3 separate regions of the Pan troglodytes genome follow, and all the other regions are linked to region 3. The links are chromatin contacts, called in public Hi-C and HiChIP or PLAC-seq maps. All regions are on one chromosome and are shown on one strand. The core of a region is the stretch at or near the end of the contact, and the rest is flanking DNA. Distances in the headings are between cores, read along the strand shown. Region 1 holds the start of DNER (delta/notch like EGF repeat containing). Region 2 overlaps DNER (delta/notch like EGF repeat containing). Region 3 holds the start of PID1 (phosphotyrosine interaction domain containing 1).

Region 1 (2,845 bases), core at 245-2,744, 440 kb before region 3:
GAATTTTCAAAAGGAAGAGGTCTTAGATTGAAAGACAGCAGGTGTGAGGAAAAATGTAATAACTCTATCCACTTGGAGGTCTGAATTCTCCGCTTGCAGATCTGTCTGGGGTTCAGTGATTTCCTGCAATGGCCACATGAATTTTAGGTATCTCCTGAAGCAGAAAAGTGTGACATTTGCTTCTGCGTTTGAACAGGACAGGGAGAAGCCATGCAGTTTGCCTTCTGTTTCCACTGGAGGACTTTTAGCAGCCCCTGGCGTCTGTGACACCTACAGCATAAGTTCACATGGAGTCCTTACTTTAATTTTTTTAAAAAACAAAACAAGCTATTTTTTGTGTTTACTAAAAAAAAAAATTGGCCCAGACTGTCAATCCAGGGGAATCACATTTTCTTTTTTCATTTGGCCACCTTAAAAAGAAGGTAACAGGTACCTGGGAACCCACAGGTAATAGAGATTGTGAAAGGTCAGGTGGAGGAGACAAGGCTGGATGCGCTTTATTCAGCGGAGTGCAGCCTCCTTGGCGGTCGCAGCACCAGCCAGCCCAGCCAGGACGTGTAGAAGAGCCTCCCCCATCCCCCCCCGAAGTAGGTCACAGCGAATGCTCCTTTTATACAGAGTCCCCTGTTGCGATTCCTGCCGCTAGCAGCGCCTCTGCCAACCTGGGCTTTTGAACTGTTCTTTCGGGCGTTCTGGGCTGGGAGTCAATTGACCCACTGGATTCGAATCCAGACTTTCTGGGCCTCAGTTTCCCCCTAGGTTCAACGACAGGGGTGGACAGCCTGACACCAAGGCCTCTTCCCGCCCTCACACGGCGCTGCCAGACATTCCTTAGTGGTGCGGCAGGCCCCGCGCTCTGGAAAGGGCCGGCGAGAATGAGACAGCTGGGTCAGCACCAAGGACAAGGGCCCCGGGTCCGCCTGGCGGACACGAGGTCACTTCCAGGCGAACCCGGCTGCTGAGCGAGCGTCGGGCGCAGGGTTCCGTGGCCGGGCGGGAGGGCTCGGGGTGCCGGGAGAAGCGCTGTGGGAAGGGGAGCAGTCCCGGGGGATGAGGCAAGGCCGGGCCCCGCGGCGGTCTCGCAGATTCTGCGCCAAGAGGCCAAAGGTGGCTGCTGCTAGCGCGCCGCCCCTCCCTTGAGGCGCCCTGCCCTGCCCGGGCCTTGGGGCGCACTCGGTGCTCCCGGCTCTGGAGGCCCCTCAAAGCCCCGCTTCCCGCACTCGTGGACCTCTCCAGCCCCTTTCCTCCCCAGCGTCGCCTGGCTCCCTGTACCAGGGCTGCTTCTGGACACACCCGTGACTTCGACCCACTCCTGGGGGATGGGGTCCCGCATCGTCTTCCTGCAACCCCCATCCCAACTCCCTGCGGGGAAAGAGGCCCCACTCCCCGGTGCTCCAGAGCCGGGGCCGCCAGGCGTCCCGCCCCCCGCTCGCCCCGCCCCGCCCCGCCCCGCAGGCCCCGCCCGCCGTTGCCCGGGGAACCGCGGATCCCGCAGCTGCAGGAGGCGCCCGGCCCGGCGGAGCAGCCCTAGCCGCCACCGTCGCTCTCGCAGCTCTCGTCGCCACTGCCACCGCCGCCGCCGTCACTGCGTCCTGGCTCCGGCTCCCGCGCCCTCCCGGCCGGCCATGCAGCCCCGCCGCGCCCAGGCGCCCGGTGCGCAGCTGCTGCCCGCGCTGGCCCTGCTGCTGCTGCTGCTCGGAGCGGGGCCCCGAGGCAGCTCCCTGGCCAACCCGGTGCCCGCCGCGCCCCTGTCTGCGCCCGGGCCGTGCGCCGCGCAGCCCTGCCGGAACGGGGGTGTGTGCACCTCGCGCCCTGAGCCGGACCCGCAGCACCCGGCCCCCGCCGGCGAGCCTGGCTACAGCTGCACCTGCCCCGCCGGGATCTCCGGCGCCAACTGCCAGGTGAGTGGAAGCGGCGGGCGCGGTGCGGGGCGCTGGTCCGGGACCAGCAGCCTCTTCCCGCCGGCCCTGCTGATGCTGCCCGACAATGGGCACGCCTGACACAGGCTTTCCCACTTTGGGAAGAAGATGGATCCAGTCCCTTGGCCCGCGTGGACGCGGACCCCCGGGCCGACCCTGATTCCCTTACCCGCCCTGGTTCCCGGGCGGGGCCAGCCGGGCTCTCGGGGTGTGCCGCTCCGGGGCTCGGCACTCCTCGCGCGGGGCTCCAGACGCTCCGGTTGGCCACTGAGTGGCGCGCCCCTCCCGGCCGGGCCGAGCCAAGAACCACTTGAGCGGTGCCCGCCTTGGCAGCGCGGAGGAGCCGGCTCCGAGCGTCCCCGGCGAGGTGTTCAATGTCCAGGTGGTCCACGCTCCACGTCCGGCTGGACCCTGTGTGTGTAAAGGGTGTGCGGTGTGGGAGGCAAGTGATGGTGGGCCCCGTGCCAGGTGGTGGGGCACTTGCTCCTTCTCTTCCTCCGCCCTTGAGGGCTGTGACAAAGCAGCCAGAGGACGAGGAGGGCAGCTGCCTCCCCTCGGCCTGCGACCAGCCCTCTCTAAGCTTAGGAGCAGTGTTGGAACAGTCGGAGGCATTCGAGGGGGCATTGTACGTGGCGCTGGCAGGGCCGCCCTTCCTGCCGGACGCTCCACGGGGCGCACGCTTGGGGCTGGCAGCCGGGGCGTGAGCAGGGCACCGGGAAGCCGCCAGAAAGCGTGGGGGCGGTGCGAGGGATGGGACGATGGGATGTAGCCAGCAGCCGCCCGTGAATTTGGGGTTTTCAGGAGAATTTGGCAGAAAATAATATCTGGGGCTTTTACAAGTCCGTTAAAGCTCTGTGAAACCTATTAACATCAACATTTTCAGTAGGCAATTTGGTAGGACTGTGTGTACGGGTAGAAAATCCCCA
Region 2 (3,084 bases), core at 103-2,602, 320 kb before region 3:
TAAGTGGGGTTGTGTCCATCCGTGGACCTGGTGTGTAAGTGGCCCGTCAAGTGAGAATCGTGAACAGATTCCACGGGTAGATGTGGCCCCTGCCATTTGAAAACTAGAGGAAGCGATTTCAGAGGCGATTACAGTGCGGGTTTTCAGGCTGGACAAGTGGAATTGAGAAATTGGACTGGATGAGTCTGGTGTGAGGTGACAAACCGTGAGGCCTTAGATAAGATCTCAGCCAGATTCCTTGTCTCCCAAATGCTTTGCTTCCCAAATTATTGGCCTCTTAAGATTTTAATGGACCATCAGTTACATTCAGATGCATACTTTGCCCCAAATTTAAATTCTACATATTACAATTTTCTCTTTATTTTTTATAATTTTTATTTATTTATTTATTTTTACAATTTTCTCTTTAAAAGCAAGCGTACAAAGAGAGTGTTTTGTTTTAAATTCAAGCTATTTTAAATGACAGGGTCCATTGTCACCGGTGGGGAAGAGGGAGAGGCATAGGGAAGCAGTGCTGGTTGAGACCTGATATGTGTGGTGCTTTATATGAGGCTCAAGTCAGCAGGTGCCCAGAAGCACAAAGCTGGGGGTGGGGTATGGGCCAGTATTAGGGTGCCCCAGGCCGGCTGACAACCCCCCACTGCCCATCCTTTTCAGTTGCCATTGACTACCGCCCTCCCCACACTTTCCATGCAACCTGAGGGGCATTTGCTGTCCAGTCTTTGGGGATTTTTAGAAGACTGGGAACACGTGGCCTGGTTAACCAATCTGATGCACTGGCTCCCTTTTAAGGGGCCTGCGGGCACTGTAGGTCTCTTCCATGTATCCATCGCCATTTTTGTCTACCTGGCTTTCTAAACAATGGAGTCCCTGAACATGTTTGGAAGAGGGACTTTGTTACATTGCTCTTGCACCCTGGGTCCCCACAGCCTTGAACTCACTCTGGCAGGGGAAGAGCCTGGAAGGGCTGCTTGGGAATTCCTGGGCTCAGGAGGAACGCTTCCATCCGGAGAGGCGGGAGAGGTGGAGCCTGAGGCAGCTTCGAGCTCTACCAGCAGGGGGACCCCGGTCCTAAGCGTTTCTTTCACTGCTCAAACTACAGCTGAAACCCCTGCCGTCCTGGGCTAGTTTTAGGAGCAGGATCTCTAGTTTCCTTTACTCTTAAAACATCTCTCAGCCCTTTCTTGTCTAGATCATATTATCTTACCTTGATAAACCTTCCCAAATTTTCTGGTCTTCTATCTCGTTAAATGCTTTTGTTTTTTTCCTCTCAACAAACCTGCCATTCTCTGAGACTCCCTTAGGCTGCAGAACGGGACCAAATCAGCAGTCTGACTCAGACGAAGTGAGATGGGAGTGCCGAATGACCTGAGGGCACTGAATTCACTTGTGGGGGTTACTAGCTCCTTACGCTTTCATTTCCTCATGAATTTAGTCACTTATCAAAGCTTTACTGAGCCCCTGCTGCACGCCAGGAGCCCTGTGCTGGGGGAGCGGATCTGTGCAGAGTCTACTGTGATCTTCTCCAGGAGCACTGGGGAGAATGGGCAGCTGTTGGGATGTTGGGAAGTGGTCAGGGGTCTCTGGGAAGAGGTAATATGTGGGCTAGGAACACATTTCCAAGGTGGAGAAGGAGACAAAGCTTGGGAGGTGAGAAAGAACTGGGTTGGGGTAGCTCCTAGTAGCTGAAGCATTGGGCTGTGAGGAGAAAAGCGCAGGAGGGCAGCTGGGGTTGGGGTTGGGGTTGATGGGCTTTCTGTGACATCCTATTCTCTGTGGGGTGTTTTTTTTTGTTTTGTTTTGTTTTTTACCAAAAATGAGCCAGGGGAGGCCTGAAGCATTGGGAGGTGGATTGTATGTGATTGTGTGTGTGTGTGGGTGGGTGGGTGGGGGGTGTTGGGGAAGGGTGACACACTTTTGCTTATTTTGGCAGCATAACTCAGGTGGCTGTGTTGGGTTGCAGTCCACGTTTACGACAAATTTAAGCAAAACTCTTTTTATATTGTGTGGCTATGGAAGGATTTGTCTGAAAGAGAACTCAGTGTACTCTTTTACTGTTCATCAAAGTGGTTACTCAAAGGTGAGTTACCAGTGACTCATTTTGTGGTACACTGTGAACAAGTGGGAGTATGCGCCTTTATAGTGGATGCCCGCGTATCTGTTTATGCCGTCGATCTCCTGGTACCTTGGTAGATGCACATACCATCTTTGTATTTATTTTTAATTTGAAGAACTGGTTCTAAGATGAATTTTTCTGAAAGGAGCTTTCTGTTTACATCATTCCTGTTTCCAGGATTCGGCAAGATGCCACTGCCTCACTGATTTTGCTCTGGAAGGTCACGGCCACAGGATTCCAACAGTGCTCCCTCATAGATGGAAGAAGTGTGACCCCCCTTCAGGCTTCAGGGGGACTGGTCCTCCTGGAGGAGATGCTCGCCTTGGGGAATAATCACTTTATTGGTGAGTTACCAAAATCTTCCACTCAACACTGCATCTGATTCAACCCAACTTTGGTTTGGTGTTGAGACAGTAGGTAGGGAATTTTGCTCAGATAATCTGAATTCTATCCATCAATGCTATTTCTTTCACTTTGGTAAGGTTTTAGAATAAAAACTGGATTCTAACATAATATTTCTTTTTTTATTTTTATTTTTTTTTGATGATGGAGTCTCGCTCAGTCACCCAGGCTGGAGTGCACTGGCACGATCTTGGCTCACTGCAACCTCTGCCTCCCGAGTTCAAGCGATTCTCCTGCCTTAGCCTCCTGAGCAACTGGGGCTACAGGCACCCACCATCATGCTCGGCTCATTTTGCATTTTTAGTAAAGATGGGGTTTCACCACCCTGGCCAGGTTGGTCTTGAAATCCTGACCTCAGGTGATCTGCCTGCCTCAGCCTCCCGAAGTGTTGGGATTATAGGCATGAGCCACTGATCCTGGCCCTAACATAATATTTCTAGTGTGGCTCAAAGTGGAAAGGCATGGGCTCTGGAATCCAGCGACTGTGTTCCAGCCCTGGCGAAGGCATCACAGGTGTGTGATCTTTGGTACTGAATGCTCTGGCCATCAGTTTTCCTTTGGAATCT
Region 3 (2,984 bases), core at 310-2,809:
GCTCCCTAAGCCTTGGGAGATAGGGGCTTCTGTCCCACGGAGAGCTGCTGCGAGGGTCGGATGAGCTGAGGGTTAGATTCTGGAGTGGTTCCATATCTGGAAATCATTGTAGTCATGCAGAACAAGGAAAATGGACAGATCCTCCTTCCAGACATGGAGTGTGGATTTTGACATTGCATGGGTAGCTCAGGGCCCAAGTTGTGCAGCTGTCTCAGTATGAAATGCCTCTCTTTCACACCCTTCTGCTCTCAGGACCCTGCCTTGTAGGATCCTAGGGCTCCCCACAAACAATGTGTTCTCTCTGCTGCTCTCTTTGGTCATTCTATGTCGTGAGTTCTTCCCACCATGTTCTCCTCTCCCACTCTTCATCAGCTCCAGAATCAGCTTAGTATCCCTGACTCGCCAAGTGCCTTTAACCCGCAGCCCTAGACGGATGCTCTCTCCACTGGGTTTCCATGGTCAGTTAGAGGCGCAGGGCCAGATCTCCTGCCCCGAAGTCATCTGACTGTGCACTCTCTAAGCCACTCACTGGCTGTGTGACCTGGACAAGTGACCTAAACCTTATAAGCCTCATTTGTTTGATCCACATGGTGAAAATATTAATAGTTATTTTGCCGAGTTGTCAAGAGAATGGGAAGGGCTGGCCTGTTTAGGACAGGAAGTCATCTCATGGTGGCCGGCACTAGCCGGGGAGCCTCCAGGCCTGTGAGCCCAGAGCGGCTTTCCCTTGGGTTCTCAGAGCCTCCTGCTGCACCTGGCAGATCTCAGGATGAGTTAGTGATGCGGGAGTCTGCATGGCCCTCCTCATCCCTGTATAGGTTAGGAGTCGAGTCCTCTCCCCATCATGAAGCATGGCCTCCTCATGGCCAATCCCTCTCATCTCTCAGGTCTTACTCCAGGCATTCCCCAGGGCCCTCGTCTAAGAAACTCTCCTCTCCCCTTCTTCCCACATCTGCCCTGTTTTATCACCACCCGATATAGCACCGGCTTGTTGATGTGTTTGCTCAGTCACGACTCTCTCTCCAAAGCAGAAGGTAAGCTCCAGAGAGAAGGAACATTCTCTTGTCTTCTATTCTGCGTCGCCGCATCCTCAGAACCCAGCATAGGGGCTGGAGCCTAATAGATGCTCAGTTAACTGGAGTGGGAAGAATGAATGGAAGTGTCTCCCTAGCACAGCGCCAGGCACAGCACAGGCACTTCAGAGATGCCTGTTATATGGAAACCCGGGACCCCCGGGGCTACGGTTTCCTTATTTTAGGAATTTCCCCCACCCCCGCCACCCCCGACATCCCCGCTGCCCCCACCACCCCCGGCTCCAGGCCCTTCCCCCCTCAGCCAGTCTGTCCCTTTTCCCAGACCTCAACCCAATGGGGGCTTCCTGCAGGGAAGGGCCGGCTGTTCTAGCCTCCCCATTCACCCCTCACTAGGATTTAGAGTCTGCCGCGCTGCACTCCCGCCCCGCGCGGCCCCTGGGCGCCTGCCCCGGGCATGCTCAGAGCGCGCAGGTCCGGGCGGCGGCGGCGGGGGAGGAGGGAGCGGCCGCCCCCGCCGCCGCCGCGCGCTCGCCGGGCCCGGGCGGAGCTGCGCAGTCCTCTCGCAGCTGCGCCAGGACAGCCGGCGCGCGGCCGTGCCCACAAGTTGCCGGCAGCTGAGCGCCGCGCCTCCTCCTGCTCGCAGCCCCCTACGCCCACCCGGCGGCGGTGGCCAGCGCCAGGACGCACATCCCGCGGACACCGACCCCAGATGTAAAGCGGGACCCCAGCCCCTCGCCCCCCGGCGCGATCGACAGTCTCGCCAGCGTCTCCTCTGCCAAAACCCAGGGCTGGAAGATGTGGCAGCCGGCCACGGAGCGCCTGCAGGTAAGGGGCACCCGGGAGGCCGGGGGCCAGCCTGGAGGAGGAGGTGCCCGGGCAGAGGAACCTAGTTTTTGCTTCTGCCTACTTTAGGGGATTTGCCCAAAACCATCTTGTAAGACGCATCGATGGCAACATGATGCTGTCGGTTTAACCCAGCGCCAGGAACCCGGCAGGGGTATGGGGATGATGAAATTGATAAACGCACGGATTCAGGCGTTACAACTTTTGGCTTGGAGGTGCTTGTGTGCGTGTTGGTTGGTACATATAAGGTTGGACTTTCTGACTGGCAATTTAGATTGCATTCCACTGACACAATGCAGTGGTCTGGGGTTAGGATTTTTGAATCCAGATTTTTTTTTTTTTTTTTTTTTTTTTGTGGTCTCCAGGAAAGACAGAACAAGTGATATGTGAAAGCATCCATTTGCCAATATAATGTGGAAATATCAAGCTTGGTTTGGCTTGGTCATGGTATGCTACTTATTTTATTTTTCCCTATTCATTGGTTCTCTCCCTTTATCTTCCTTAAACCCAAGCTCCTTCAGATATTTAAGAATCAAAAGTAAGTTCAGCCAGGAATATTTATGTCCTGGGTTATCCCATCAAAAGTTTTTTACTGCTGTCTCCTGAAATGCCAGACTGCCTTGAATTGGATTCTGGAAGCTGGGGATTTGCGGGAGGTGATTGAAGAGAAAGAGGGACCTTTCCCAGAAGAACTCCTTCAGTGACACGTTGGGCCTTGGGATTGCCCTGGTTGCAAGGTTTGAGGACTGCCTTTTGCTGGCAAATATTGTCAAGAGTCACGGCAGCTACTCTGCCAGATAAAATCCACTGAATCCTGCAGTTAAACTTTTGGCAAGCTAGGAGCCACATTGTTTCGTAGTAAACTTTGAAGACGTGTTTAACTGGTAAAATACAGCACCACTGGAGGCTGAGTGCATCTGAAGACTTAGGACAGTGAGGCCAGGCCCTGGCTAGGTTGGAGGCTTCTCAATGAACATTTACAGCCCCAAGCACAGTTTCTCAGATGCAGGGAGAGGCTAACCTTTGTCTAGGAGTCCTCATACAGAGGAACAACCTGCAGAGGGCATTGCATTTAGCGGAAACAGATGCCCCACACACAGCTCCTTT

What was found. A called contact is a pair of places that touch in the nucleus more often than the background predicts. HiChIP or PLAC-seq counts read pairs in DNA pulled down with a chosen protein or histone mark.
Region 1: an H3K4me3 HiChIP or PLAC-seq map of stem cell-derived excitatory neurons shows a contact between it and region 3, with 7 times the contacts expected there. The contact joins the promoter of DNER here to the promoter of PID1 in region 3. A contact is called at or near these places in 2 of 7 Hi-C or Micro-C datasets (blood and stem cell-derived neural progenitor cells) and 1 of 1 datasets of contacts at active chromatin or transcription factors (stem cell-derived excitatory neurons).
Region 2: a Hi-C map of stem cell-derived neural progenitor cells shows a contact between it and region 3, with 4 times the contacts expected there. The contact joins the enhancer-like site here to the promoter of PID1 in region 3. A contact is called at or near these places in 2 of 7 Hi-C or Micro-C datasets (blood and stem cell-derived neural progenitor cells) and 1 of 1 other capture datasets (stem cell-derived neural stem cells).

What each region holds. Positions count from the first base shown.
Region 1 is chr13:131,954,027-131,956,871 of NHGRI_mPanTro3-v2.0_pri, reverse strand. DNER (delta/notch like EGF repeat containing) reads left to right here and starts at 1,494. Exons shown (of 13, transcript XM_516135.6): 1 at 1,494-1,901. The coding sequence starts at 1,626.
Region 2 is chr13:131,825,954-131,829,037 of NHGRI_mPanTro3-v2.0_pri, reverse strand. It overlaps DNER (delta/notch like EGF repeat containing), which reads left to right. Exons shown (of 13, transcript XM_516135.6): 4 at 2,294-2,460. Among named protein-coding and RNA genes, the nearest start is that of DNER, 130 kb to the left of the region's middle. Within about 2 kb of position 1,352, at least 8 of the 24 cell types and tissues checked have an H3K27ac peak or open chromatin away from gene starts, as enhancers often do. A contact at or near this core is called in stem cell-derived neural progenitor cells, where this site is marked.
Region 3 is chr13:131,510,307-131,513,290 of NHGRI_mPanTro3-v2.0_pri, reverse strand. It overlaps PID1 (phosphotyrosine interaction domain containing 1), which reads left to right and starts at 1,559. Exons shown (of 3, transcript XM_526050.8): 1 at 1,559-1,859. The coding sequence starts at 1,830.